Linked DNA regions of Callithrix jacchus: region 1 is linked to region 2. A link is a contact called in public Hi-C data. All regions are on one chromosome and are shown on one strand. Each heading gives the region's core, a stretch centred on a gene start, on an enhancer-like site or on the middle of the called end of the contact. The rest is flanking DNA. Distances are from core to core; before and after follow the strand shown. Region 1 has its middle 55 kb from the start of CAPZA2. Region 2 has its middle 67 kb from the start of TES.

Region 1 (6,902 bases), core at 3,419-5,918, 550 kb after region 2:
AAAAATCAGGGCTGCCATTATGGAGCCTGGTGATTCAAAGCGGGGCGGCGGGGAGAAGCTAATGCAAAAAAACAAATGCGTCATTTGCTGTAGTTACTCATTTTCTTAAATTAATTTGTCATTCACAAATTATAGAGCCTTTATCATATTTTTCTTTCATATATCTGTCTTGTACTTTTACTCTAAGAATATGTTTACTTAGGCATTGTTTTATTGACAGAGAAGTAATCTGATATGTCAGATTACTCTAGGGCAGGCATATCAAAGATCTAACATTATGTTAGCCTCCAATTGTCTTATTTTAAATACAGTGATCTGAAGAAAATGTGGGTCCTCCATGTGGGCTTTAGAATACGGCCTCAAAATTATACTTCACTTAGAACTTACCACGCAACATCTTATTTCAAGATTATTCTAACGGCTGCCTCTCCACATTGCCTCTTCCTTATAACCCCAAAACAGCTGCCAAAATTATATATCTGATCACTTCACTTTCCTGCTTAAAAACCTATGTCCATTCCTAGATGTTCCCAGCACAGATCTTTTGTTGTTTTGTTTCGTTTATATTTTTTTTTTAGAAAAAAAAATTTAAACTGAATAAAAAGATATAAAGTGAACAGGAAATATCATCTGACGACTTTCTGTCACCTTCCATCCTCACTGCTCATGAGTAGCCAATATGAACACGCTCTTCCAGAAATGTTCCACTCTGCATCGGGGGAACTAAACCAGACACTTTAGTACATCCTTCAATAGCCTTTGTCTTATTGACCAAACTGTGACTCAGCACACCCTTCCCCAGTCAAGAAGATTGTTATTCTACCTCTGTGACTTTGAACTCTCAACAGAAATATCCCCCTTTGGGATAAAAGCCATATAAACAGGGCTACCCCAAGCTAGCCCCCTCCCCCACGGACTTATAATTTGGTGTTCCTTCAAACCAGTATCCTTTACATCTGTTTTGCTCAACTTTTATTCAAATGGAGAGGAGATTAAAATGATTTTCTCTTAAAAGAAAAAAAAAATTTTTAATGATTTTCTTTTAAAGAAACAGATTCACTGGTTTCTATTTGCCAAAGCAGGGTAAATATATTTTTTAATCAACAGAATAGTATGCTTTTCTAAAATTCTCATTCTCTTTTTCAATGGAAATTTGCAATGAAAGTTTCCAGATGCTTGGAAGTTGTAAAAAGTTTTAAACTTAGGTAATAAAAACAAATCACCCATTTCTGATAAGCAGCACTCTGTGAGAGATTATTTCAGAATCTAGGCTGACTGACAACTTTTAGGAGGCTGAACTGTACTTAAGTGTGGCAAACACACATCACAGAGATGGGTTGTTTACTGTAGCAAGTTACTTGCCTTCGGTCCAACTGTCCTTTTGGCAGAAGCACACCAATCTAATTTTGCCTGTTACATAAAGAGCCACATGTGGAAACCTGAATCGCCTGACATCATATTACTGACTTAATCCAGTCATAATTCAGCACCCAGAGAACGCCTGGCAGGCCCACCCACCCCCCACTCTCACTCTGGATATATTCATGATAGCACAGAGGTTAGCTGGACTAGGGCAGACTCATTTCCACCACTTATCAGTAATGTGGTTTTAGACCAATTGCTTAACCCTTCTAAGCTTCTGTTTCTGAATAAAGTAAAAATACTAACAGTGGTTCCCTCATTAGATTGTGTAAAGATTGAATGAAACAATGCATGCATAGCTCTCAAAGTATGGCAGTCATTATTGCTGGAGACCTTGACTTTCCTTTTTTAATTTTTATTCAAGACTCTGAGTAAAATTACCTCCAAAGAAGTCCAAAGTTTGGCACAGTTCAGAAAAGTCTGAAGGTAAAAGTCATGAAAATAGACATTGATTTTCTTTGTCCTTTTTGGTAGTATCAACCTGATATAGACTGGAGCAGGATCCTGATCCAGTCTGACTTTACCACCTGTGTGACCTTCACATCACTTAATCTTTTTAAGTTGTGCTTTCCTTGTCTAGAAAAAATTAAGATTACACCTCACAGCATTGATTATCAATATTAAATTGTGTAAGATTTTATACAAGTACAAGGTGTTATTATGGTTCATCAGAATGTATTTTTTTTTACTTTAAAAGTCTCCATAGAACTCATCTGATTCATAAAATTCCCTCTAACCAACCCCAGCACTTCATTTGCTCCCACATAATTGCTGGAGTTGTTTACACAAATTCGTACTCAGAATCAAAGAGCTCAAGGTTGGAGAAGGCAGTGAATCCGGCCGCAGGCCTCTGCTTAACATTGTGGATGCTGGTTGCTAGCTGACCCTTAAGCAATTCTACCTCCTCTTTGGAGTTCAAAGTTTGGGAGTAAAATCACTACCCCTTCTCAAAGATAAACACAAAGGGAGCTCCGAGGTGGTGTCCGGTGCTAACGTGAGACAGGTTGAGTGTGAATCTCATCAGAGCAGTGTTTTTCCAACATAATAAACTGCTCTTTGTTCAAATCAGAAACTGATTTCACTCGATTTTCCCAAATCGGCCCTGCCAGGTTTCCTTGATTTAATTGTATATTTTTTCTCTGTTGACAATGGAAAGCAGAAGAAAATAGTCTCACTGAGGAAATGAAATATTACCAAGAAAAACAGGCATTCTCACACTATATGAGGTGGTTTTTTTTTTTCTTCACATTCAATTTTTATAAGAAAAAAGGTCTCTACCCTTTGAAACAACAGCATTATTGCAGTGACTATTAGGTCATATCTACATGGCCCAAAAGAAAATGTTGGAAAGAAAATTAACTAGTTCATAAGGGTACAGGCAACATTATTTTTAAAAGGAAATGGTTCTTCATACATAGAAAGAATAATAAATGGGAGCAAAAGAAATGTGAGTTAGGCAATTATTTAAATAATTCTAATTTTAAAACTCTGTGGAGTTCAGGTAAAATCATTTAGAGGGAACACAATTAACCAAATCATTATGGAAATTCTTCACTTTTTTTAGCTAAAATTGCTCTTTCTTGCTTTAATACCAGAGAAGACCTGAATCCTGGTTGACTGGCAGTGAGGAGTTGTATTTAAAGAACAAAGGTTTGAGGCAAGTTAGGACCAGGTTCCTGCCTCAACTCTGTCATCTACTCATCATTTGCCCATCAGCAAATTTCCTTTTTCATTTATTTGATTTAAAAATACTGTTGGGAGCCTTCTACAAGATAGGTGCTATTGTAAAGAAAGAAGATACAGTAGGCAATATACTAACCAAGACTGTTGCTCCCCAGGGGCATTTATTCCAAAGCAGGGAAAAAGAAAGACAGACAAAAGGCAGGGAGAGGGAAGAAAAAAGGGAGAAAAGGAGAAAGGGAAAAAAAGCAGAAAAAAGAGAAAGATGACAGATAAACAATAAAACTATCAACATTTGGTGGTATGAAGCCATGGAACCTGGAGGCTATCTAGGGATAGATGCCAGAAAGAGCCAAGGATACAGCCTTAGGGCACTACAGTGTGTAGAAGTCAGAAAGGTGAGACTGAAGAGCCCATAAAATGCTAGGTTATCACTCTGTCCCCCAGGCTGGAATGCAATGGCTCCATCATGGCTCACTGCAGCCTCCACCTCTTGCGTTCAAGCAGTTCTCCTGCCTCAGCCTCCCAAGTAGCTGGGATTACAGGTACACACCACCACGCCCAGCTAAATTTTTTTTTTTTTTTTGGAGATTGAGTCATACTCTATTGCCCAGACTAGGCTCACTGCAACCTCCGCCTCTCTGGTTCAAGCGATTCTTGTGCCTCAGCCACCTGAGTGGCTGGGATTACAGATGCGTGCTACCACCCCCAGCTAATTTTTGTATTTTTACTAGAGATCGTGTTTTGCCATGTTGGCCAGGTTGGTCTTGAACTCCTGGCTTCAAGTGATCTTCCCACCTTAACCTTCCAAAGTGCTAGGATTACAGGCGTGAGCCACTGCACCTGACTGATTTTTCTAAAATTATGTACATTTTGCTTCTAGCCTATTAAAGATACCAACAAATGTTTTTTTCTTCATTTTTTAAAAAATTATCTCCCTCCTCACCAACTCCCACGATGTAAATATAATTAATCTCTGGTTCTAAAAAAAAGACAACTGAGCCACTGTATACCAAAGGAATAAAAAACTAACACTTCCTTTGCTCAATTTATCTAGGCCCGCTCTGAATGTATTGAGTGAGCAAAGATCATACAATATCAAATCATTATAGATCACAACTAGCAATCCCAAATGACAAGTCCTCTGTTCTTCGGAATTTCATTTCATTCAAATTGTTCTAAAGTTTGCATCCTAAATTATACAAATTTTATCCACTACTGTCTTCTATTTTAAAGAGGGAAAATTTTGCAATCTTTATTTACCTGTCCCCTTTAAACATCCAGTGCTAACACTTGGACGAAAGCATTTATCATTATCATAATTAGAGACAGTCCCTAAAAGCAAAAAAAGCAATAACCCACAATTAATCTAGAGTGTGTATATCAGAATTAGGTTCAGAAAATCCCAAAACAACTGTACCTTACAGGAGATGAGATTTTTTCTCTTACACAAAACAGGTTGGAGGATGGGCAGTTGGGGGCTGGTATAGAGGCTGCAAGATGTTGGCAGGGACCCAGGCTCCCATCCTTCTACTCCACCATGCCAAGGCATGCCTTCTATCCTCAAGGTCACCTTGTGGTCCAGATGGCTTCCTGCCCCTCAAGAAGGAGGGGGAAAGCCTGAGTCAACACACTTTATGAACCTTCCTTATAATAGAAGGGGTTGAGGAAGGTTGTGTGGTGAAAGAAGATGCTTCTGAATTGGGCCCAGAGAGATAGGTAAGAAAAGGACATTCTCCACAGAGTGGATCATATTGGCAAAGAAGTCAGAAAAGTACAAGCATGGTTAAGGAACAAGATATATTAATTTGAATATAATAATATTTCGGAAAAATAGTAATGTGTCTGTTGATGAAGAGCCTTGGTGTACAATTGACTATAAGCCTCCCCACTCCCCACCTATAAGAGAATGATTCTCTTATTTCCTCATGATCTGGGGAAGCAGGTTTGGAAATTCAGGGATAGGGTCGAGTAATAGGAAAATATAATCAGAATAAAAGAAGATGAGTTTTTTGTTATTTTGGGCTGCCAGCCCCTGAGCTCTGGCGGCGCCAACACACCCCTTTCCGGGAGCAAGTCCACCCAGAACACTTCATGCCCATGGACGTGCTGCAATACTGTGCATTTAGTTCTCTCTCCTGGAGGAACACAGCCCACGGGCTGGCGCACAGTAAGCACTACAGAGATATTGCGGATCGAGACTATAAAAACTAGGGTGCAAGCTCCGGGAGTGTAGAGAGCACCCGAATCAAGACGCCCCTTTAATAACACTCTAAGGTGTTAGGAAATGGGGAAAAAGGAGAGGCTTTCAAAACAGAGGGGCAACAAAATCAGAACTATTATTTGGAATAATAACTCTAACAGCAATAATTGGAAGAGGAAATATCTTAAAAGGTCAACTAGGAGACTATTTCAATCACACAGGAGCGTCTAGATAACTAAAACAGAAACAACAGTTGTATTGAAGGAGATTGGCAAGAGGTCAGCATCCCATAATCACGTTGCACTATTGCTTTGTTTGATTGTATTTGATGGCATGATTGTTTACAACCCTCAACTTTCTTCCCAGCTTTATCATCAGTGTTACTTTAGAATAATGAAGCCTGTTCTATCCATTAACTCCACTAACATTTGATCTCCCTATAGGTTGAGGTTAAAAATTAATTACTCTTCCAACATATTGATTACATGACTATAAATACAAAAACAGAACTACAAAGCAACTAAGGGACCTTTTGTTTAAATAGCATGTTTGCTCTTTTTAAAGGAGGTAATTGATGGCAAAGGACTTTGGAACGGGAGGAACATGCTAGAAAAGCAACCCTTGAGTGCCATCTAGTGTTGACAACACATTTAAATGTAGTGTATCAAAGAAGGGTCTGGTTTCTTACACTGCAGTGACTTATTGTTGAAAGTAGGCAATGTTTGAATAGTAAAAACTAAACTTACACTGCTTTTGTTGTTTGCCACCCGGGTATTAACATGAATCTTCATTTTTGAACTACAGTGGGAGGAAGGCTTCATTTCAGCTTCTAGATCAAGGTGCGTTCACAGAATTGGAGGGCATTGAGTTCAGCTTTGCCTCATCCTTCATACAACTCTTTCTTTTTGTCATCCCAGGAAAAGGTTAGCCCTAAGGAAAAGCTAGCTTGTAACTCGTCCTTTTCCTCCCTTTTAATGGTTAGTTTCAGATTATTTCACCTAATTAAATATGAACTCATAATATTTCATGAATTAAAAGATGGAGAACATGGAAGAGGTTAAGAACTGGTGTTGAAATCTCCTGCCATGGAAATTCATTGTTACTGAGGTGGCTCATATATCAGAGCACTGCCTTCTGCGGACATTAAAATTCACTTTGTTTCGTGTCCCTAATACCGCCCAGCCCTTGGTAAGCACGAAACTGACATTATATTAGGCGATTCACGCTGACCTAGTAACTCAAAGCAATAATCACTGGTAACTTAAAGTGACTACACTCCAAAAGAAATAGAGCCTAAGGTCACAGTTATAAATCTTACAACAGGAAGGCCAAAGATTATAATCTTTATGCCAAGTGCTGCAGATTCCTTTCTGCTGAGGAGAGTCATATTTCAAAGACTTTACTAATCTGAAACCTATAGGTGGTTGTGACAATAGCAGATATTGCTTATGTGACATCAAACCCTCATTTAAAGGAACACTGGGTTAAATCAGTAGAAAGGGGCAATTACATTTATTATATCTGCAGCCAAGACTGTATACTTTTACCTTCACACTATACTGAAATGCAATATTATAACTGTTAGTGAACTAAAAGG
Region 2 (6,832 bases), core at 2,763-5,262:
GCTAATAAGGTCCATATATTAGACAACAGTATTATATAATATTTAATTTCCTGCCATGATCATGCAAGAGAATATCTTTTTTTTAAAAAAAAAAAAAGAAAGAAATGAAGTATTTGGGGATAAAGTAGTATCACATCTGCAACCTACACATAAATGTTTTAGAAAAGCACCATAGAGAACAAGAAAGCAAATGTGGTAAAATGTTAGCAGTTGAAGAATCTGAGTTAAGGCAAACAAATTCTTTGTAATATTGCTTGCAGTTTTTCCATCAGCCTGAAATTATTTCAAAATACAAATTTTTTAAAGTTCTCAGCTCATAGTTCAGGGGAAACTTGGAATTTTATTGTAATTTTCTCTTATTAATGTTCTCAGTTTAACATGTTTCCTAAGAAGTCTCATAATTATATTTTAACAAATGAAAGAACAAAATACATCTCATCAAAAGTCATTCATCTTTTCATATAAGTGGAGTGTGCATGTGAAGGTTTGGCTCTCCACAGTTGTAGTGTAGTGGCAAAATTATGTTGCTAAGTCAAAAGAACTGGATTGAAGGGTAAACTCACCACTTACCATCTGTGGGGATGTGAATAACCATTTAAGCTGTGCCTCAATTTTTCACCTACAAAACAGGACTGTCAATCCCTATATGGCAGATTACATTTTCACGAATGGTCATAGCAATATTTCTGGTCCCACGTGTTCTTGCAGAACCTTGTTGACAATCATCTGGAGTCTATCACCCCTCTCCTTGAAACTGAGTAAAACTTTGTTACTGCCTGGACTAACAGACTGCAGCATGTCTGTCTCGCTAGGCAAGGTCATCAGAGGTGATAGAAGCTCTCCAGGATCTCTCTCTCTCTCTCTCTCTCTCTCTCTCTCTCTCTCTCTCTCTCTCTCTCTATCGCTCTCTTTCTCTCTCCTCCACCAACTACGCTGAGGATGCTTGCTTTTGAAACCAAGTCCTAATACTGTGGAGAAACCCAAAGTTTTCCACCCAGAGAGTCCATGTGGAAAGACACATATGGATAGGAACTGAGGTTCCCAGCCCAATGCCAGCATTGACTGCCAAAAACCTGGGTGAACAAATCTTCAAACAGTTCCAATCCTGGGCCTCTAGTCTTCCAGCTGAAGCCCCTGACATCAGCAGAAAACCCTAAACCCACCGTCCAATTCCTGAACCACAGATTTATAAGCATAATAAATGGTTGTTTTATACTGCTGAATTTGGGGATCATTTGTTATGTGGCCAAGATATCTAACATCTACTGAACAGAATTATTTGATATGTAAAAGAGAATTTCTATAAAACACATTTTTTCTGTATGCTATAAAATATTATTAATACAAATTCATATAATTGGTTACTTATACAAATGCATTTTTTGGGATATTAACTTTCATCTTCTTATCTACTTATCTACTTTTCTCCTTCCTTTGCTTAGGGATTTATACAGTTGTGCAGTCTTAAGAAACTTAATTCTATAAACTCTATTTGAGAGTGTATAAATATCAGGAGTGTTAATAATATTCTAGATTCAGAAATTCTGGCGAGCACTATTTTCAGGACAGTACATTCCAGAGGTTAGGATCACAGTCATGAAGCAAACAGAAGGCCTATATTTTCACAGAGAATCTTCAGTTCTTGAATTTCCATGGCGAACAAATGGAATCCTCAACACTCCAGGTGCTAAAGTGAGAAACACCTTTAGAGCTGCTACAGATTCAGTGGGAAAAAAAGTTAGAATACAGGAACTTGTTTGTTCTCCAGATTCTGTGAAATAAAGGACACTTATTTGAGGAAGATTGGGGGAAGCTGGGATTTATTAGTCACCCATGAACTCCAGAGTTCTGTGGGTACAAACTTTTATACAATGTAGACCTTGGCCTCAAGAAGTTTACAGTGTCATATCTCGTAAATGAGAGAAGTATTTAAACAAACTGGCAATCCATTTTGATAAATGCAATAGTAGAGATAAAATCTAGTGCTGCGTCTTGAAGTTTGTGAACATTTGCAGTTTTCCAAAGAAAGATGGTATGCGATAGTATTTGTAATCAGAAACCTGATTTTTTACTTTTTTGTCAACTTTTTAAATAAATTACTTATTTTTAATTGCAATTGATAAAATTTAGAACAGAGACCTTCAAAGAATTTAGGCATTGGTAAGAGAGAATTGTAAGGGAGGAGGTGAGAGTACTGGCTGCTCTGATGGACAAAGTCATATAGTACATTCTTTTTGTTTTCCCCAGACACATTTTCTCTCTCTTCCCTCATTCCAAACAAAGTCTGCAGATGGGTGTGAAATGGAAGCAAGGAAGAGAGGAACTGGAGGACAGCTGAGGACCACGGCGACACAGTGCTTTCATTTTGAATTAATTTTCCATGTCATGCTTTTTTTTTTTTTTTTTTTTTTAATAAATGGCAAAGCACCCAGCATTTGCCTCTACCAGGAAATACCCTATGCTGTTTTGCAAAATCTGTAAGGTAACTAACTATAAGACACCATTATGAATTATCATCACCACTCAATATTTATTAAGCATTCCCCTCTCCCCATTCCCATGGCTGGCATACAACAGCAAACACAACAGCCCTGCCTTAAAGCAGTGACATCTCAGAGGGAGACTCAATATCCTTATCAAAGACTGAGATAGGTTCTTGACTCTTAACTAATAAAATGAAATGGAATTTCTATGACTTACTCCCATCTAGAAGATCTTTGCAGATAATTATAGAACCTTTTCCAAAGTACTTATAGATTTTACGAACAGGAGAGGGGTAAAAACATTAGAATGACTCTATCATCTCCTGCATGCATATGTGTGAGTTGTGAGTGTGTGTGTGAGCAAGTGTGCATGTGTGTGAGAGCAAGTGAGGGTGTATGTGTCTGTGTGTGTGTGTTGGGGCAAGTGTTATGTGAAAGTAAATTTACTGGAAACCTTTTTAAGATAAAGTTTATTCTTACTTACCCTGTTCTATTTTAAATTTTCTTTGCATTCTTTCAAAAAGTAGCTCTAGTCAATATTATATTTACTTTATACATACAAACTCACTTAATCCTCACAACCACCCTTTCAGGTAGGTATGTTATTATATCATTTTACAGATAAAATAACTGAGGACAGTGGAATTATTATGATTATGTAATTTGAAAAGCCACCAAGCTAAGAAGTGAAAGACCTGGAATTCACACCCTGGCAATCAAGCCCTGATGTGTGAATTCATGTTCACCATGCCATACTAAACACTGAATGTATGTCTTCTTCCCTTTCATATGAACTATGTCAGGTCACGATGTAAGCATGACACAAAAATAGTTTTCTTTTGCTTGCTTGCCCTTTCACAGAGATTTCTTCCAAGTGCCTTTACAGCTTCCAAAAGCTGTTGCCTGTTCTTTGAGAAAGCTCTTCTCTCCTTAAGGAGGTGCTGCACATCGGATTGATTCTGGGCCATGCATCATGTCAGCTTGCAAAAGACAAAACCCTTTCTGTTTCTAACGAAATCTCTCATATTTTGAAATGAAAGCAAGAACTGCTCTGCTGAGGTGCCAAGGGAAACATACTTCTATTATGAAGTATTTCTAACAAAATGTTTTGGAGATTTTAAAGGGGCAGCTTTCTAAATAGCCAAGGCATCTGCAAACAACCAGACATGCAGGCCTGCTTTTCAGCCCAAACATTGTTCCTGGGTTGTACCATTTTTTTTCCTGAAAACCAGCACAGCTGTTGCAATGTCCTTTTATCAATTGTCCAATGATCCCAACAAATTTTTTCCAAGTGTGCACAATCAAAATGATATTACAGGTCTTTGATTTTGAAATATATGCACTGTTAATATAATTTTGGCTTTCTTTAGCAGAATTTCAAAGGGGAATCAAAGGTTTATGTTTATAAAGTTTATAATCATTCCACAAAGTTCAAGATATTTGGCAGTGCTTGGAAACTTAAAAACAGTAATAAAAGGTTACTGCGAGGAATTCAAAGCTGCCTTGTATGGTAATGCTGATTCAAGCCACCACATACTGCAGCATTACAAGTCAAGCTGTGATTTTGGGGTTGGATCAGAACTATGTTTTTAAATGGCTTACCCATTAACAACAAAGAAAAGACTTTGGAAAATTAACAATTACTATCTCAGCTTTGGAAACACATTAGGAGAATGTGGGAAGAGAAAATCATGCATTCTTGGCCTGATTTACTAAGTATTTATCAGCCTCCTTGACTGTTCTCAAGTACCAACCTTGCCTTGCAAGTGTAAACTGTACACTTTTGCCAACCTGGAATGCACACTGTGTCCCTGCCCAGCTCCATTCCAGCTCACTCTGCATCTGTGCTTGCTCAACCCTTGGTAACCCAAGCTCTTGATTTGTTGGCAGCTTGTAAAAGGGGTTTCCTTATGAGTCACAGTGTGCAGGGAGGCTGAGTGATATACCCTATCCTGTGCTATAATCTGTCTGGAATGTATTTGAAATAAAACTAAACCTAGAGTTTAGTTCAACATCTGATTTCAAACACATTCTTGACAAATTGGAGAGCAATATGGAAAAAATCGCAGTATCTCTCCTACTACGGAAAAGTTTACTCCCCTACAATTGTCTCCGAAGGGACAGGAACTAAGCTGCACTCCTTCAGGCTCTGAGGTCTCTGATTAGGAAAGAGTCCACATCTTGACCCTTTTAGATGACCCTGCTTTCCTGTTATGATAGTAAAGTAGCTGGTCCTCTGGTGACTGAAACTGGGAAAATATGAAGTTGAGAATGCACAGGTGTCATAGGCTAAGGCTTTTCTCAATGCTGTTTAACAAACGTAAGCCTCTGACAGATCACATCTTTAACTGCAAGAAGGTAAAGAATATTTCAAGATAAGCTGTGCCTATAAAAGTCATAGATGATGTAAGAACACTTTATCACTATATATTCACCTGTTTACAGTAAGTTGAAGAAAATGGGTTTTCTTATTAAATGCAGTAATATGCATTTATCAAGAAAAATGAATTAGGACTAGCTATCAAGTTCTAAACTGAATTGCAAAGAAACTAGATACACTGTACTAACCAGATATTTTTTCTTTTTAAATATCATTAGATACCCAAATATCTGAAATGAAAAAAAGATTAGTGATCACATACTGAATGAACAGAAAAACCAGAAAATCTGTGGCGAGAAACTTCAAATTATTCTATAAGCAAAATGTATCAAACTCACATATTCTTCCACATTACAAAATTAGTTATGCTTCAGAAATGTAAAATACATATGGACCAGAAAGCTTAATCTGGTTACTAAGCAATAAAGTGATCATATCTCCTTAATTCATGAATCTTATAAAGTAAATGAAATGGAAATATGTCTGTTACCTACCGCTTTTGACTAATATTCTAATAAAATAATCAAGTTATTTCCTTCATATAATTTGTGAAAACATATTTCTAAATACAGATGAGTTGTATGAGAAAAAGGGAATGAAAAACAAAAATTTCTATTTGGTTTTGGGCTTGATACAAAAATTCCTTCAGAACAAATAATCTAATATGGTCATTAGGTATAGCCGATATTAACAAATCCACCAGATAAAATCAGTATGTAGAAAATGTCAAGTCTGTGTTTATTCAGTTATTCAACAGTCAACACTCAGAGCTTACCAAATACCATGATGTTTACAAGGCATATAAGAAGCTCACCAAGTGAGGACCGAGGCAGAGGTGCAAACAAGTAATTGTCATGGATGTGGTCTGAATGTGTGTGTGCCCTCAAAATGCACACCCCTAAGGTGATGGTAATTAGAAGGTGGGCCTTTGGGAAGTGATTAGGTCATGGTGGAGGATGAGGGGACCCTCAGGGATAGCATTAGTGCCCTCATAAAGGAAGTCTGAGAGAGACCCCTGCTCCTTCCACGCTGTGAGGTTAGAGTTGAGAAGATGACTACCTATAAGGAAGTGGGCCCTTACCAGGTAGTGAATCTGTCAGAGCCTTGGTCTTGGACTTTCCTGATTCTAGAACTAGGAGAAATAAATTTCTGTTGTCCATAAGCCACCCAGTTTATGGTATTTTGTTATAGCAGCTATAACAGACTAGGACCATCATATGCAATAAGTCATCAATAGAGGAACACAAATAGGGAGGAGAGAAGAAAAGAGCAGAGAAGACTTGGGAGAGCAGGGCCACCTGTGAACTGGTTCTTAAGAGAATAAGTGACTCAGGAGGAGAAGGGTGGAAGGTGGGATAGCAGAGGGCATTCCAAACATAGTCTCACAACAGTCTTGTAGACAGAAGGCATTATGCAGTAAGAAGACATGAGAATCAGGTAGAAATAATAGTTCTGACCAATGATAGGTATTGGCAGGAAAAGTAATCGACTTTGGGTTGATGAAGAATGGAGGTGGGGTGTATCACCTAAGTCTAGCTGAAGAGTATGGCTATCCAGTGACAGTTTCCCAAAGGTGTTTTATAAAATACTAACTCCATAAACCACTTATTTATTGGGTTATTTATGGGGATTAGCAAACAAAAGTTTTCTTTTTTTAAGAAAGTGTGAGAAACGCTCAATTTTTTTCTTTGAAACCTCTCATAGTCTTCAATGGGCTAATGTATATGGTTCTACAAGATCTCTTAAGAGAAAATTCCCAACACTTATTTCACCAAATATCCCTTTAGCTGCATGGATATTTTGTAAAGCTAGTGTTCCATATAAGATAGTTTGGAAACGCTACTATAAGGAATTGAGTAGAACTGAAAGTCTTAATTAATAAAGGTGTGGAAAATTCATGCCCAAATTTGTATTTCAAAAATGCAAATTTGGCAAGTATGTGGAGGAAAAGTTTGTAAGTGAGACACAG

What was found. A called contact is a pair of places that touch in the nucleus more often than the background predicts.
Region 1: a Hi-C map of skeletal muscle shows a contact between it and region 2, with 5 times the contacts expected there. The contact joins two enhancer-like sites. A contact is called at or near these places in 2 of 3 Hi-C or Micro-C datasets (both in skeletal muscle).

What each region holds. Positions count from the first base shown.
Region 1 is chr11:87,382,508-87,389,409 of calJac240_pri, forward strand. No RefSeq gene overlaps it. Among named protein-coding and RNA genes, the nearest start is that of CAPZA2, 55 kb to the right of the region's middle. Within about 2 kb of position 4,669, at least 6 of the 16 cell types and tissues checked have an H3K27ac peak or open chromatin away from gene starts, as enhancers often do. A contact at or near this core is called in skeletal muscle, where this site is marked.
Region 2 is chr11:86,837,944-86,844,775 of calJac240_pri, forward strand. No RefSeq gene overlaps it. Among named protein-coding and RNA genes, the nearest start is that of TES, 67 kb to the left of the region's middle. Within about 2 kb of position 4,013, at least 3 of the 16 cell types and tissues checked have an H3K27ac peak or open chromatin away from gene starts, as enhancers often do. A contact at or near this core is called in skeletal muscle, where this site is marked.